Regions from separate parts of the Gossypium arboreum genome. Here region 2 is linked to region 1. Evidence: chromatin contacts called from public Hi-C data. All regions are on one chromosome and are shown on one strand. The core of a region is the stretch at or near the end of the contact, and the rest is flanking DNA. Distances in the headings are between cores, read along the strand shown.

Evidence for each region. A called contact is a pair of places that touch in the nucleus more often than the background predicts.
Region 2: a Hi-C map of leaf shows a contact between it and region 1, with 4 times the contacts expected there. The contact joins the promoter of LOC108473836 here to the promoter of LOC108455349 in region 1. A contact is called at or near these places in 2 of 5 Hi-C or Micro-C datasets (both in leaf).

What each region holds. Positions count from the first base shown.
Region 1 is chr6:105,186,868-105,193,370 of ASM2569848v2, reverse strand. LOC108455349 (indole-3-pyruvate monooxygenase YUCCA6-like) reads left to right here and starts at 2,395. Exons shown (of 4, transcript XM_017753923.2): 1 at 2,395-3,561; 2 at 4,348-4,596; 3 at 5,159-5,281; 4 at 5,885-6,503. The coding sequence starts at 2,860. The coding sequence ends at 6,115.
Region 2 is chr6:105,846,484-105,853,325 of ASM2569848v2, reverse strand. LOC108473836 (protein ROLLING AND ERECT LEAF 2-like) reads right to left here and starts at 5,115. Exons shown (of 4, transcript XM_017775619.2): 1 at 3,843-5,115; 2 at 3,227-3,402; 3 at 2,843-3,066; 4 at 1,627-2,655. The coding sequence starts at 4,842. The coding sequence ends at 1,857.

The DNA.
Region 1 (6,503 bases), core at 1,146-3,645:
TTCCGTTTTTAACACGAGCCGACTAACTTCACCCAACATAGCGATGAAATCAATGACTTAATGTTAAAATCGATACATTGCCTTATTCTTAAAATTAAAATGTAAAAATTTCTAAAATGATAGTAAAAAAATCTAAGAATATTATTGTAAAAAATGCGAATAGTGATGTGAATAATATAAAATATTAAAATATCAAAATATTAGAATAATAATAATTAATATTGACAAATAAAAAATAAAATAGAAATAAAAGGTGTACATAATATATATATATATTAAAAATAAAAATGATGTTTAAAAATAATACTATTAATAATACTACATAAATATGTACATATATAAAAAATAAATACGTGATAATATAATTAAAATATACACATAAGATAACATGTAATATATATATATATATATATATATAAATAATATAGTATTAAAGATATATACATAAAATAGTATAATATATATACGTAATATAGAATTTAGAATATACCTAATATATTAAAAGAATATATATATAATATAATATTAAGAAATATAATAATAACAAAAAAAGAGAGAGGGAGAGAGTGGGTGATTTTCGGCCACAAAGCCGGCCACCGTCCGGTCACCGGACCGCCGCCGGCCACCATCGGCGCCACCGTACACGGTAGCCGGACCTCAAAAAAAACTTTTTCGGTAAAAATGGATAAGCTTCCTCCTTTTATTTTTACTTTCGGATAAAAGAAACAAAATAAGATTGAAAGAAAAAATGATAAGCAAACAAAGAACTTAAAACGAGAATAGACGAAGAAACCTTTTTTGTTTTGATCTTTGATTAATCTCCAAAAAACTACTCTCTCCAAAAACTAGCCTTTACAATAACTCTTCTCCTTGATTACTCTAAAAAAACCTCTCAAAAATCCTTTACAATAACTTTCTCCCCTAAAACTTCTTCCTCTCCCTTAATACAAAATATGAGAAGGCTTGTATAGCCATTTACAAAATATTTTTTATTGTTTATGTCTTCATTTGTAGGTACAATGGGTGGTGGAGTGTGGCTAGTGGAATAGGTAGTGGAGCAAGTGTAGCTAGTGGAGTTGGTGGTAGAGCAAGTGTGGCTAGTGGAGTTGGTGGTGGCAAAGGCTAGGATTTAGTTGAGAAAAGTTTAGGTTGTGGGCTAGGTTTTTTTATTTTAATTTGGGCTTAGGGTTTGGGCCATTGGGGTTTTGATGTAAATTGGGCTTTGGGTAGTTAAGATTTTGAGTTTTGGGTTTAATTTTGGTGGGTTAGGTAAGGCTAAATTGGGTTTTGACGTAAATGGGTTAAAATTGGCCTACAACAAATAAAAAATCTAATCTTTTGTTTTTCAATACTGAATAAAAGAGATAGAGGAATACAAATAAGACATACCTGAACTTTCCATTGAATCTATCTTTATGAAGGAATCAATTTGATTTCAACTATTTTGATCTTAATAATAGTTTTTCCAATCAAATGAGAAAGAAAAAAAAACCCATTGAAAAAAGAAGATATGGAAGAAAAATTAAAAAGATGATATGAACAGTTTTTTTAGTTAAGGTTTAAGTTTAAAAATTTTAATTAATTAAATTTTTAATTAAAAATCTATTTTTATCCCATTTAGAAATCCAAGTTGGCACTTAAAATCTAGTTGGATTGGGACGTAGGATTACCGTTAGAGAGATAACGGAACTTAACGGTAGAGTGATCACTTCGTAACAAAATAATAACATAAGTGACTAAAAAGAAACATTTCAAACATAAATGACTAAAATATAACTTGAGGCAAACAAAAGTGACTATTTTTATAGATTACCCTAAAAATAAAAATAAAAACTCCAAATCCAGTGAGAATCCTACCAACAATCTTCTAGATTAATATCTGTTTTAACTTATCTTAATCAGGATTAATTTAGGGATTATTTGTTAAGAATGGATTTATTTTACCATACATCCCCAAACTATAGTTTGAATTTTAAATTAGTCTTTAAATTTTAAAACATTCTAATTAAATTTTCAAAATTTTAATATTATATCAATCAAGTCCTTCCATCAACCTAATCGACAATTTCAATGTTAAATGGTAACCCTAAAGTATATTTAATACAAATTGACAAAATTTTAAACTATCATTAAAATCTATGATAGATATATACATGCACATATTATAAATGTTTTCCATATATCATATCAAAACTAGTCTTCTAGCACACCTGAGTCACGATTAAATAACAAATTCTGATACTAAATTGATAATACAAATAAAAAGAAATTAATAAACCAAAGCGAGGTTTAGTTCACAATTTCGGGGGGTTAATAAAAAGAATAAATGTAATGTGATGTCCCCACTTGAATTCTTTTTTAGCCTCCTTTACCACTTAAATTTTAATTCCCCCTCATATGTTTATGTGTATGAAATGAATTTCTGAGTGAACAAAAGGAATATATATAGAGAGAGAGTTATACACATATCACCGTCTCTTTGTTTCATTCCTTCGGTCTCTGTTTCACTCTCTTTCTCTCTCTTTCTCAGTCTTCAAATGCTGTTTAAGCCATTACCTGCTTAGCCCCAAATCATAGATCAAACAACAACTGAATTTTTCAACTCTAAGTGGATCACAACTCTCCAATATATAAAGGCCACACACAAAAACCTAATCTCCCTTTAAAGAAAGTAAATTTATCACTAAATCTCCGCCTAATCTTCTCCTACAACAACATACACCACGTTTTTTCTTGTCAAAATAACATGGTTTCTCTTCAGTTTTGCTTTTTCTCTTAAGCTCCACCACCCCCTTTTCTTTGCTCTTAGTCTTAGCAAACCCCAAAATTAAGGTAGCGTCACCACTTCTTTTGTATTCCATGGACAGCTTGAGAGAAATAGAAGGAAAACAAGCTCATGATCCTATATTCATTGAGAAGATGAATAAATCGTGTTCTCGGTCGTCGCGTTGCGTATACGTTCCGGGGCCACTCATCGTCGGAGCAGGGCCGTCGGGTCTGGCGGCGGCGGCTTGTTTGAAAGCCAAAGGTGTACCCAGTGTAATCCTAGAGAGATCCAATTGCATAGCATCGTTGTGGCAATTCAAGACCTACGATCGCCTACACCTTCACTTGCCGAAGCAGTTTTGTGAGCTTCCACTCATGGGGTTCCCTACCGACTTCCTTACGTACCCAACCAAACAACAATTCGTCGACTACCTCGAATCCTATGCCAAGAAGTTCGATATCAGGCCACGGTTCAACGAGACGGTTTCGCGAGCCGAGTACGACCCGACGGTCGGTTTTTGGCGCGTAAGAAGCGTGAGGTCGAAGGGAAAAGAGACGGAATACGTTTGCCGGTGGCTGGTGGTTGCGACGGGGGAGAATGCGGAGGAGGTGGTGCCGGAGATAGAAGGAATGGGTGAGTTCGGTGGGGATATAAGGCATACGAGTTCATATAAAAGTGGAGAAGAGTTTAGAGGGAAAAGGGTTTTGGTGGTGGGGTGTGGGAATTCAGGCATGGAGGTCTGTTTGGATCTCTACAATCACAATGCTAAGCCTTCAGTTGTGGTCAGAGATACAGTAAGAAAAAAAAAAAAAAAACCCTCTTTTTAACAACGGCTATGGCGTCTCTCTTTCTTCCCCTTTCTTTTCTTTTTCCTCTATAAACAGTTAAAGCTAAAAATCAACCCACTAAAGGATTTTGATAATTTTTAAAATTCTGAGTTGTTTTATAATAAAGTTAATTACAGTAAACAAAAAAAAAATCTCATGCTGTCCCCTCATGTTTTAGAATTGCAAAAAAACAAAAGAATTTCTCAATTTTCATTTTTATATGCCAACTAAAACATAGTCAAAGGAAATTGAAAACACATGGTTTTACTTAATGTTACTAACCGTGAATAAGTTTGGTAATGTTTTGTTGTTTAATAAACTTCGTACCAACAGGTTTCATTGTCTAAAAAAAGCATGGTTTTGTTGAGAATTACAAACCCTGAATAAATTTGATATTGTTTTCGATTGAAAATATATGTTTTGACTCTGCCTAAAAACAAACTTGAACAAGTTTTGTGCAAGGCATTCATACTGGTTTCATTTCATGGAATTGCCATGGTTGGCAGCTTCAAGTTCCAAAGATTTATCAAGCTTACAAAAAAAAGAACATCTTTCGTCTTTCACTTTCTTGGGATTAACCAAGCATGCGCAACACAAGACAAAACTTATGATCTTATTATATATGTTGTCGTAATGATGAAGATCTCGACACCACTATGAACAAAGTTTCCTCAATCAACTTAACAGCAAAAGATAGAGCTAATTTCCTCCGCTAACTCTATATAATTCTTTTTTTTTTAATGAAAATCCAAGGTACACATCCTCCCTCGAGAGATGCTGGGGAGATCGACTTTCGGGTTGTCCATGTGGCTGCTCAAGTGGTTGCCCATGCGGCTTGTCGACTGGTTCTTGCTGATCGTATCGTGGTTGATGCTCGGTGACACGGCTCGTTTCGGGTTGGACCGGCCTCGGTTGGGTCCCCTCCAACTCAAGAATCTGTCTGGAAAGACACCCGTCTTAGATGTTGGCACGCTTGCCAAAATCAAAAGTGGAGACATTAAGGTACTTTGCCTTTTGTGTCATTCATATCTCAATCACTTTTCCATTTGCCCTACTAACGAACTAGTTATACTGCTTTTTATTGATCCTATATTTTATATACTGTTGCTTTTTCGTTTTTGCTTCAACATTTTTTTTTTCTTTTTTACCTTGTATTACATTCCAAAATTCCCAAACTTTCAATCAAAGAATTTTCCCCTTCGCATTTGCATTTTTGGTGGATTTAATCCATTCCCTATAATTTGACTAAAGACATATTAAACTTTGGGGTTCATTTTTAAAAAAATATATGTTATATACTTTTTGGCTTTTTCTTTATTATAATTGCACAAATATGTTTAGAATGCCAAGTATATATATATATATATATATATATATTACGTCATCATGTATTTAAATAAGCCACTGTGAAAATATTTGATGGAATTAGTGAAACTAAAAAGATTAGAAAGTATCAAAATTATAATATAGAGACTGAATTCGTCAAAAACACAAAATACAGGGACTTTTTATATATTACATTTTGTATAAAACGTTGAAATTCTTAAGTGTGTTGGCATTGTAGGTATGTCCAAGCATCAAGTGCCTAAAAGGACATGCGGTGGAGTTTGTCAATGGCAAAACTGAAAACTTTGATGCAATCATCTTTGCAACTGGTTATAAAAGCAATGTACCCTATTGGCTAAAGGTATATACTATACCCTTTATCTTTCTTTTTTACTTTGTTTCTTTTTAAAAGATGATAAACAAAAGGGTTAGTCCCACCAAACATCCCTAAAACTATTGTTGAGTTTCTAAATTGGTCTTTCAACTTCAAAACTTTCTAACTGAGTCCTTAAAAGATCTTTAACTCGTCAATCAAGTTTTGCTTTCAACTTTGCCATTAATTTAGGCCTTAAATGGCAGTTTGGATATGATATGAAGCATACTCAAAACATGTAGATCAAACTATAAACATATGTATACTTATCATGTGGATAGTTCAGATCTAATATGTTAAAAAAGGACGGGATTATTTCTTTTCTTTTTTTTAACACATAAGATCTAAGTTGCCCGTGCAATAGGTATTTACATATTTATGATTTGATCCATATACTTTAAAAATGCTCCACATCAAATTTTGAGTTGGCATTTAACAATCAAGCTAATGGTTTGGCTAAGGAATTATTAATTGATGCATATTGAAGTTTGGAGACCAAATTAAAATTTGGGTAATAGTTGAGGATGTCAAGTGAAATTAACCCTAAAAAAAGAAAAAAAGGGGGCTAAAGAGAGGAAATGAAAATGTCAGGAAAGGAAGATGTTCTCAGAGAAAGATGGGTACCCTAGAAGGCCATTCCCTAATGGGTGGAAAGGTGAGAGTGGGCTATACGCCGTGGGGTTCACTAAACGTGGTTTGCTAGGTACATCAATGGATGCTAAGAGGATAGCTGAAGACATTGAATGGTGTTGGAAACGAGAAGCAAAGCATCACTTTTGTACTCATCATAATCATCATCATCATCATCATCACCATGGTTGACCTTTTTTTTTCTTTTTTTTTTTTTTGCGGGGGGGGGTGGGGGGGTTTGAAATCCTGAGAAAATATACAGATTTTGTATCTCACAGCAACACTGGCTTTTCAACTATTCATTAATTTACTGTCAAAGGAACATCAAAATCTTGATGTTGCCTTGCCTTACAATAGATGAGAAGAGAAAATTTTTATTAAAAAAAAGGCTGAATAGCTAAAGGTTTCAAACAAGGGAGAGAGTTTTGTCTCAGTGAACCCTTACCTTGGGAAAAGAAAAAGAGTTGGTGTTGTTTGGATAGTGGGAAAATCTCAGACCATCTGTACATCTTGTACATTATAATTTTCCTCTAAGCCATGATTCCTTGTTCCTTTTTTTTTTTTGCAGAGAGAAAAAAAG
Region 2 (6,842 bases), core at 3,866-6,365, 660 kb before region 1:
ACAGTCAAAGAGTATTTTTTTATGCATTTTATCTATTTAAGTATCCAATTGACTATTGAGTGAAAAAAAAGTTTAATTGTCTTTTTTTAAATTTGAAGATTTTTAATATATTTTAAAAATTTAACTACCTAGTTAAGTAAAAAACACATAAACTTAATTTTTATAAAAAAATTGAGATATTTTACCCCTTTAAAAAAAACATTCATAATGTTGTTATTTTTGTCTTATTTTGAGTGATTTGCATTGAGATCATAAATTGAAGGGTAATTTTATTTACCAACAACAACACTGTCAACTGATCAGCAGGAAGAACAAGAACCAAGACACATTCAAACATGCTTCTCAAACATAATATCTTGGGTTAATAACATTCTGCTGAAGTTTCTCCTCGACAACTAGCAGGTTTTACGGTTGGCAAGGGACGGGACTGGACAAATTCTTTTTCGATTTAATAGAATGCAACAAGAGAGAAGTGAATAAATGGAACGGGGCGACTTTTTGCTCCATTTAATCTTCACCCCATTTTTTATACTTCTTGTTTTGATTTTATCAAATAAAAAAATTATTACATTCATCCCATCTCAATTCCTTTCTCATTTTTATCCGACTCTTCTTGAAACATTAAATAATTTTTATATACAAGATTAAACAAAATATATTTTAAAATTTTATAAAATAAAAATCCAATTAAAATATATAAAATAGTTAAAAAGTTACAAAGTCTTGTAAAACTTTTTATTAATTTTAATTGGAAATAAAATTAAAGGAAATAAAATAAAGAAAAGGAAGAAAAAATTTTATATAAATAATTAATATGTAGTTTACTCTTTGAATTTATCTAAAATACCTTAAATTTAAATTTTTCTAAAAGTATCTTTAATTCCTACTTACATTTTCTGATATATGAATTGTTTCCGTTTTATACATTGCCTCAATTTGTTAACAACATTAATTTTTAAAAATTAACAAGTAATTTGCCTCATGAACCTGAATTTGTCCAAAAAATATTTAGTTGATACTTGAATTTGTTCAAAAACTATACTTTTAAAATTAATTTATATATTTTTAAAGTTTTTTAAAATTTATATCCACCCCTATATCACATTGAGAAACTACCATATGTCATTATAGGATTGGCCATCAGTGCCGCATCTGTACAAACTAATAGTGTTAGTATGAAAGTACCCATTTGAATAGCGAAATATAAGTTCATGCACTAACTAAATATAAAAAATTCAAGTACTAATTAAATACTTTTAGACAAATTTAAGAAGCAAACTATGGGTTAATCTATAAATGAAATAACTGTGATTTTAAAGACGGTGAATAGAAAATATTAAAAAAATTAAGGTTGTTTAGCTGCTTTTAAGAGTCAAAAAGTTCAGCAGCCGAAAGAATGTTTCCTTTGACAAGCAAGGAATGGCAAAAACACTAGGGTAAATCTAGTTTCCTAGTAATTGGATTAGAAGTTTGATGATCAACTATAAAGTCGCCATCGTAGTTAATGCGGTCCTTGCAACTTGATATATTGGACTGCAAAAAGCAATCCTACTATTTACCAAATTATGCCCGCCCCCCCAAAAAAAAAAAAAAATCATTAAATGGATGTTAAAGCCAGACCCAAAATTAGTAAAATCAAGTAGACCACTTCACCTAACATTCATGAGTAATGAATATCAAAGCTACTGATTGTCCAGTGACAAAATTTCATGCAACTTTGAATCCAAATTATAAGGACATAAATAATAGATAGCTATATTGCATTGCCAAGAAGTACTGTTTACCCTAAAAGCTGCAGTTCACTAAAAGATACTATAAGTTAATAGGAAATTACCAAGAAGTGGTGGTGAGGTATGTTATGAAGGGGCACCATTTGTTTTTTGTGACTGAGTGACGCTCCTTAACTTTTCATAAGCTTCAGAGCAGGCGTGAGAATAGTCCGACAATGCGCGGAATATCTCAGGCAACCGGATTTTAAGACTTCCAATAGATTTCTCTCGCACTTGAATGCAGTGCTTTTTGAGAGCTTCGGCTTCCTCTTCCAACCTCTTTTTCAAGCTCTCGACCACAAGCTGCCTCTCGGAGACAGGATCCTTTGCATTCATGTCTTCACCTGCATCTATTTCATCCAATGCAGATCTTCGTTGCTTGTACTTGTGATACCATTCCTCGAATGCCTGGCTCTTGCGCAAGAATTCCTTCCTAGTTTCCTCGCATTTTTCTTTTAGCTTCATCTCTTCGTCTTGATGGATGATTATTGTTTTTATCACTGCAGCAAATGAAGAGATAGCGGATTTGGCAACCTCGTCAGGAAGCTTTTCAAGACAATCGTGCCATGCATGAAGGAGTGCTTGGATGGGAGGATTCTGCGCTCGCGGAGGAGATGAGATTTTCTCTTTCAAGCTGCTTTCGATAGGGATGAGATTCAACTTTAACCAGTTGTTGAGAGATAGAATGTATTGCTTTTGATTGGTCACGAGCTTATCAAATTGCGAATGCCACTCTTGGACAACGTTATGAAGTTGGATGGTCCAGTCGTGGTGTTGCTTTGTTGTTTCTTTGGAACTGAGGGCAACGTCAAGAGACTTAAGCTTTTCAACAACCTTGAGCTGCCTATCATGATGTATGCACATGCTTGCCCACATGTTAGCCATCCTGCAAATTAGATGTCAAAATTTATGGTCATGATTAAATTCAATTCAAGCCATTGGCAATAAGTAGGTCTCTTAATCTGAACAGGCAACACAAACAATCCTGGATAAACTTATGAAGTAAAGATGCCAATTACAGCAATATTAGAACCAATATACAAATTTCTAGATATTTTCATAGGAAAACTTACCCATCAACAAGCATAACAAGTTTCGGATATAACTGCTCATCACGTAATCGATTAACTTCTGACACTGTTGAATCCATGGACTGCATGTCAACTATGTACCTTGTATGCAAATGACTTACAGCCGCCTTTGTTTTCTCCAATGATTCAGCACTAGCGCCACGTTTCTTCTGCTTGTTTAACCAAGCTACCTTCCTTTTATACTCGAGCTTCATCAGCTCTCCTTGCTACAATCGGGACCAAATTTTCATAACATTCGGAACAAGTTTAAAAAACAAGCTTAACAACATGCCTATCAACATGGATCGCCATGAAAAGCAGTTGGCCATAAAAAAAGAAAAGAAAAAGTGAAGAGAGAAACAGATAAACCAGAGTCTTAAAATGTACCTTTACTTCATCATAAAGTTTCTTTTCCCATGCTAGCAACTTATCCAGGACAGTGGCGTGAGACTCGTGCTCTTCAGAATCAAACTCATCCTTCCTGTTTTCACCGTTTGTCATACCTCTGAAAGAACTATTCCATGTAATGACACGCATTACCCTCGCGGAATGATCAATATGTCCTACGATCAATGAGATCATTACATTAAAGATAAAGCAATTCTCTTTCTAATTGCAACTACAAATTGCAGGACAAGATCTGCACAAAAAATTTAAAACTTTTAGATCATTTCAACTATGCCATTTTACTCAATAAAAAATAGCAGCTTTGTTTTGTGGTAAAGAATAAAGTATAAAGATGTAAGGTCAAGGCCAGATTAAAACATAAAGGTAAAGCACAACAAGATCTAAATGCAAAGACACACTTTACACAAAAAGTCCATTAAATCATTTAAAAATACAAAAAAGAAAAATTTCCCCCAGATCCAAACAGTCTTTCACATAAAATTGCAGTGAAAACCTAAATTTATGAAATTCAACTAGGTGCAGAACATGAAACATGGAAAACCTAAACTGTCACAATCAAAACATATTAGGCAACTTAGAAAAGCAAGCAGATTACCTCGATTATCAGCAAAATTGGAATGATAATGCAACCTGGTAGCCTCCAGCATCTTAGAAACCTCTTGAGCACTCTCTGAGCATTTCAAGAAATGGTCATCAATCTCATTCAAAACCAGCATCAAATTCACACTAGAAACGGCCTTCACCATTCTCCTGAAATCTGCCGGAGCCGTTTTCGAATGCTCCATCTGTACCTGTTGTTTCCCCTTAACATCATCCTCCACCGCCATCTTCTCCGGCCTCTCCGGAGTCTTGGGCTCAATCTCACTATCGGCTCCGCCATGGCTATTAAACCCCACACCACTCACATTGTTAGCGAAAGGTTCAGCATTTCTAACCTCGGTCTCGTTGTCATTGTTGTCCAAATCCAAGCTCGGACCCGGCATGTTATTGTCGACCATAAAGAAGTAATCCCAAGCCATGTGTTTAGCTTCCGGCATCGGCGGCGGGTGGGTCACATTGTTGTTCTTCGATGTCGACGCCGTCATATCTTCCTTATTAGGCCCTCGTGAGTCTTTTCTGAGACCTTCATTGTGATTTTTTTCAAGCGCCTCGTTTTCTACATGATTTTCTTCTTCTTCTTCTTCTTCCTCTTCTTCTTCTTCTTCAATAGCGAGTGAAGAATCGAACTCCTTGCGACTCTTGATGGGCATTTCTGGCATGCTGAGGGCGCGTTTGATGGGAGCGACGGGGCTAGGGGAGAAGTTAGGAAGCGGAGGAGGTGGAGGAAGGTTGTCCATCATAGGAGGCGGAGGAGGCGGCTGAGGAGTGGAGTCAAGTGGAGGAATCCCACGTGGTTGTTCTTCGAGGGGCTCTTCAGCTTCCCCATGACCGTAGTCACTCAAGGCAGCGCCGGTGTTCTTCAACGAAATGGCGTACCCAGAGTGACCGGCGGCGAAGGCGTTTCGAGCTAAGACCGCATCTTTCATCAAGTTCTTCCGGTCCTTGCATCGAACCACAGATTCTTCGTTCTCTATTCTGGACTGGGCACACCCCATTTTTAGCAGAAACAATTGGCCAGTTAGCAACCACCGGTTCCGACAGCCAAATAAATCCAATGCTGCGCCGTTCGCGGTGGTTCTTTCGGCTATTATCTTTAGATATTTGGTTTGGGGATTAGAAATATTGAGAGTGGGATACTGCCAAGGATAGGACAACGAGAAAAGGAGAAGACAAAGGCAGACAGTGCAGCAGAGCAGCGCAGAGCTGAGGCAAAGAGAGTGATGAGAGTGGGGTATATGCGTTTGTACTCGCTGTCCTTTTCTCTATATTTTTAAATTAACGGTCACATTATTTTATAAAAAAAAATGCAATAACGTTTCACGACGGCGTTTTATTGCTGATATAGATGGTTTACTTCTACTTTTACTCCCTATATTATTTTTATGGTTAAGATATGCGACAAGTAATTCTACTTTTGAAAATTAAGAATTTAGTGTATGTGCTTAAATTTAATAGAATTTAGTTTTTTTATTTTTAGATTTTAAAATTTAGGTCTAATTATTAATAATGTTAAAATTTTGTTAAATTTATTGTTATGATATTTTAAAATAAAAACTCACTTGATAGTCATGTAACTAAAAAAATACTTTGTAGTTAACTTGAATTTAATAAAAAATTTAATAATATTTAATAGTTAAACCTGAATTTTAAAATTTAAAAAATAGAAAAATTAAATTTCATAAAATAAAAATATAAAGATTAAATTCTCAATTTTTAAGAATTACATATACTTGTGGCACATTTTAAACTAATTTTATTATACTTCTTTAAGATAACTTTGATTTGTAATATCTAAAAGAATAGTTATCTAAAAGAATGAAGATAACTATTTTTAACATAAATAATACATGAATTTTGAATCGAGTTTAACAATAAAAAAAACGTCGAAATCTAAGGTTTTTTGTCGGTTATTAGGTTTGGAGTAGTTTTCTTACGAGTTCTTCAAATTTTTTATTGAAGTTTTTGTGTAAAAATAAAATAAACACAGATTTTAAGTTTTTCATTTAAGAAAAACTTAAATAAATAATATTTAATTTTTTTGGATTTTATTAGTTAAAAAGTGTCACGTGTCAATATATAATTAGTAAAGCATTTTTTAACAGTGTCAATTTTTAGAGTAATTTGAGTAATAGAACATAATTTAAACACCACTTATGACTAAAAACAAAATTTAAGGATCAACTTACTAAAAATGTGTATAATTTAAATACAATTTCATAATTTAAGTCTTACTCAAAAAATAATTCATACATAATTTCCATAATATGAAAATCCAACTAAAACATAAAAGAGTAAACTATAACCATGGTCACTTTTATTTATCTTAGGTTATATTTTAGTCACTTATATTTAAAATGTTATGTTTTAGTCATTTACATTATTGTGTTGTAACATTAGTCACTGAGCTGTTAATCGTCATTAACGATGTAACGGTAAGTTGATGTGGCACGTTAAATTATCATTTCAAACGAAAATTTTAGGTAAAATTATATAATCGATCTCTATATTTTTTTTTCATTTTGAGTAGTTTAATTTTTTTCTTTTATGTTCTTTAAACTTTTTTTTTCCATTTTCTTCTGTTTCTCCCTCATTTTCCTATCTTTCCATTTCTTTTAACATATCAGGAAATCGAATTGATAGCGAAGAAAGAAGTAGGAAGTTGAAAGCCATCATAGCATGCTTCTTTCTTCGCTGTCAATTTGATTTACTGATATGTTAAAAGAAATGAATAAGGTAGGAAAACAGAGGGATCAATAGAAGAGAATGAAAAAAAGAGAGGAAAGTTAAAAGAACATAAATAAAAAAATTAAATTGCTCAAAATAAAAAAATAGAGACTAATTGTATAATTTAACCTAAATTTTTTGTTTGAAATGATGATTTAACGTGTCACGTTAGCTTACCGTTATACGTTAACGACAATTAACGACTCAGTGATTAAAATGTTACAACACGATAATGTAAGTGATTAAAACGTAATATTTCAAACATAAGTAA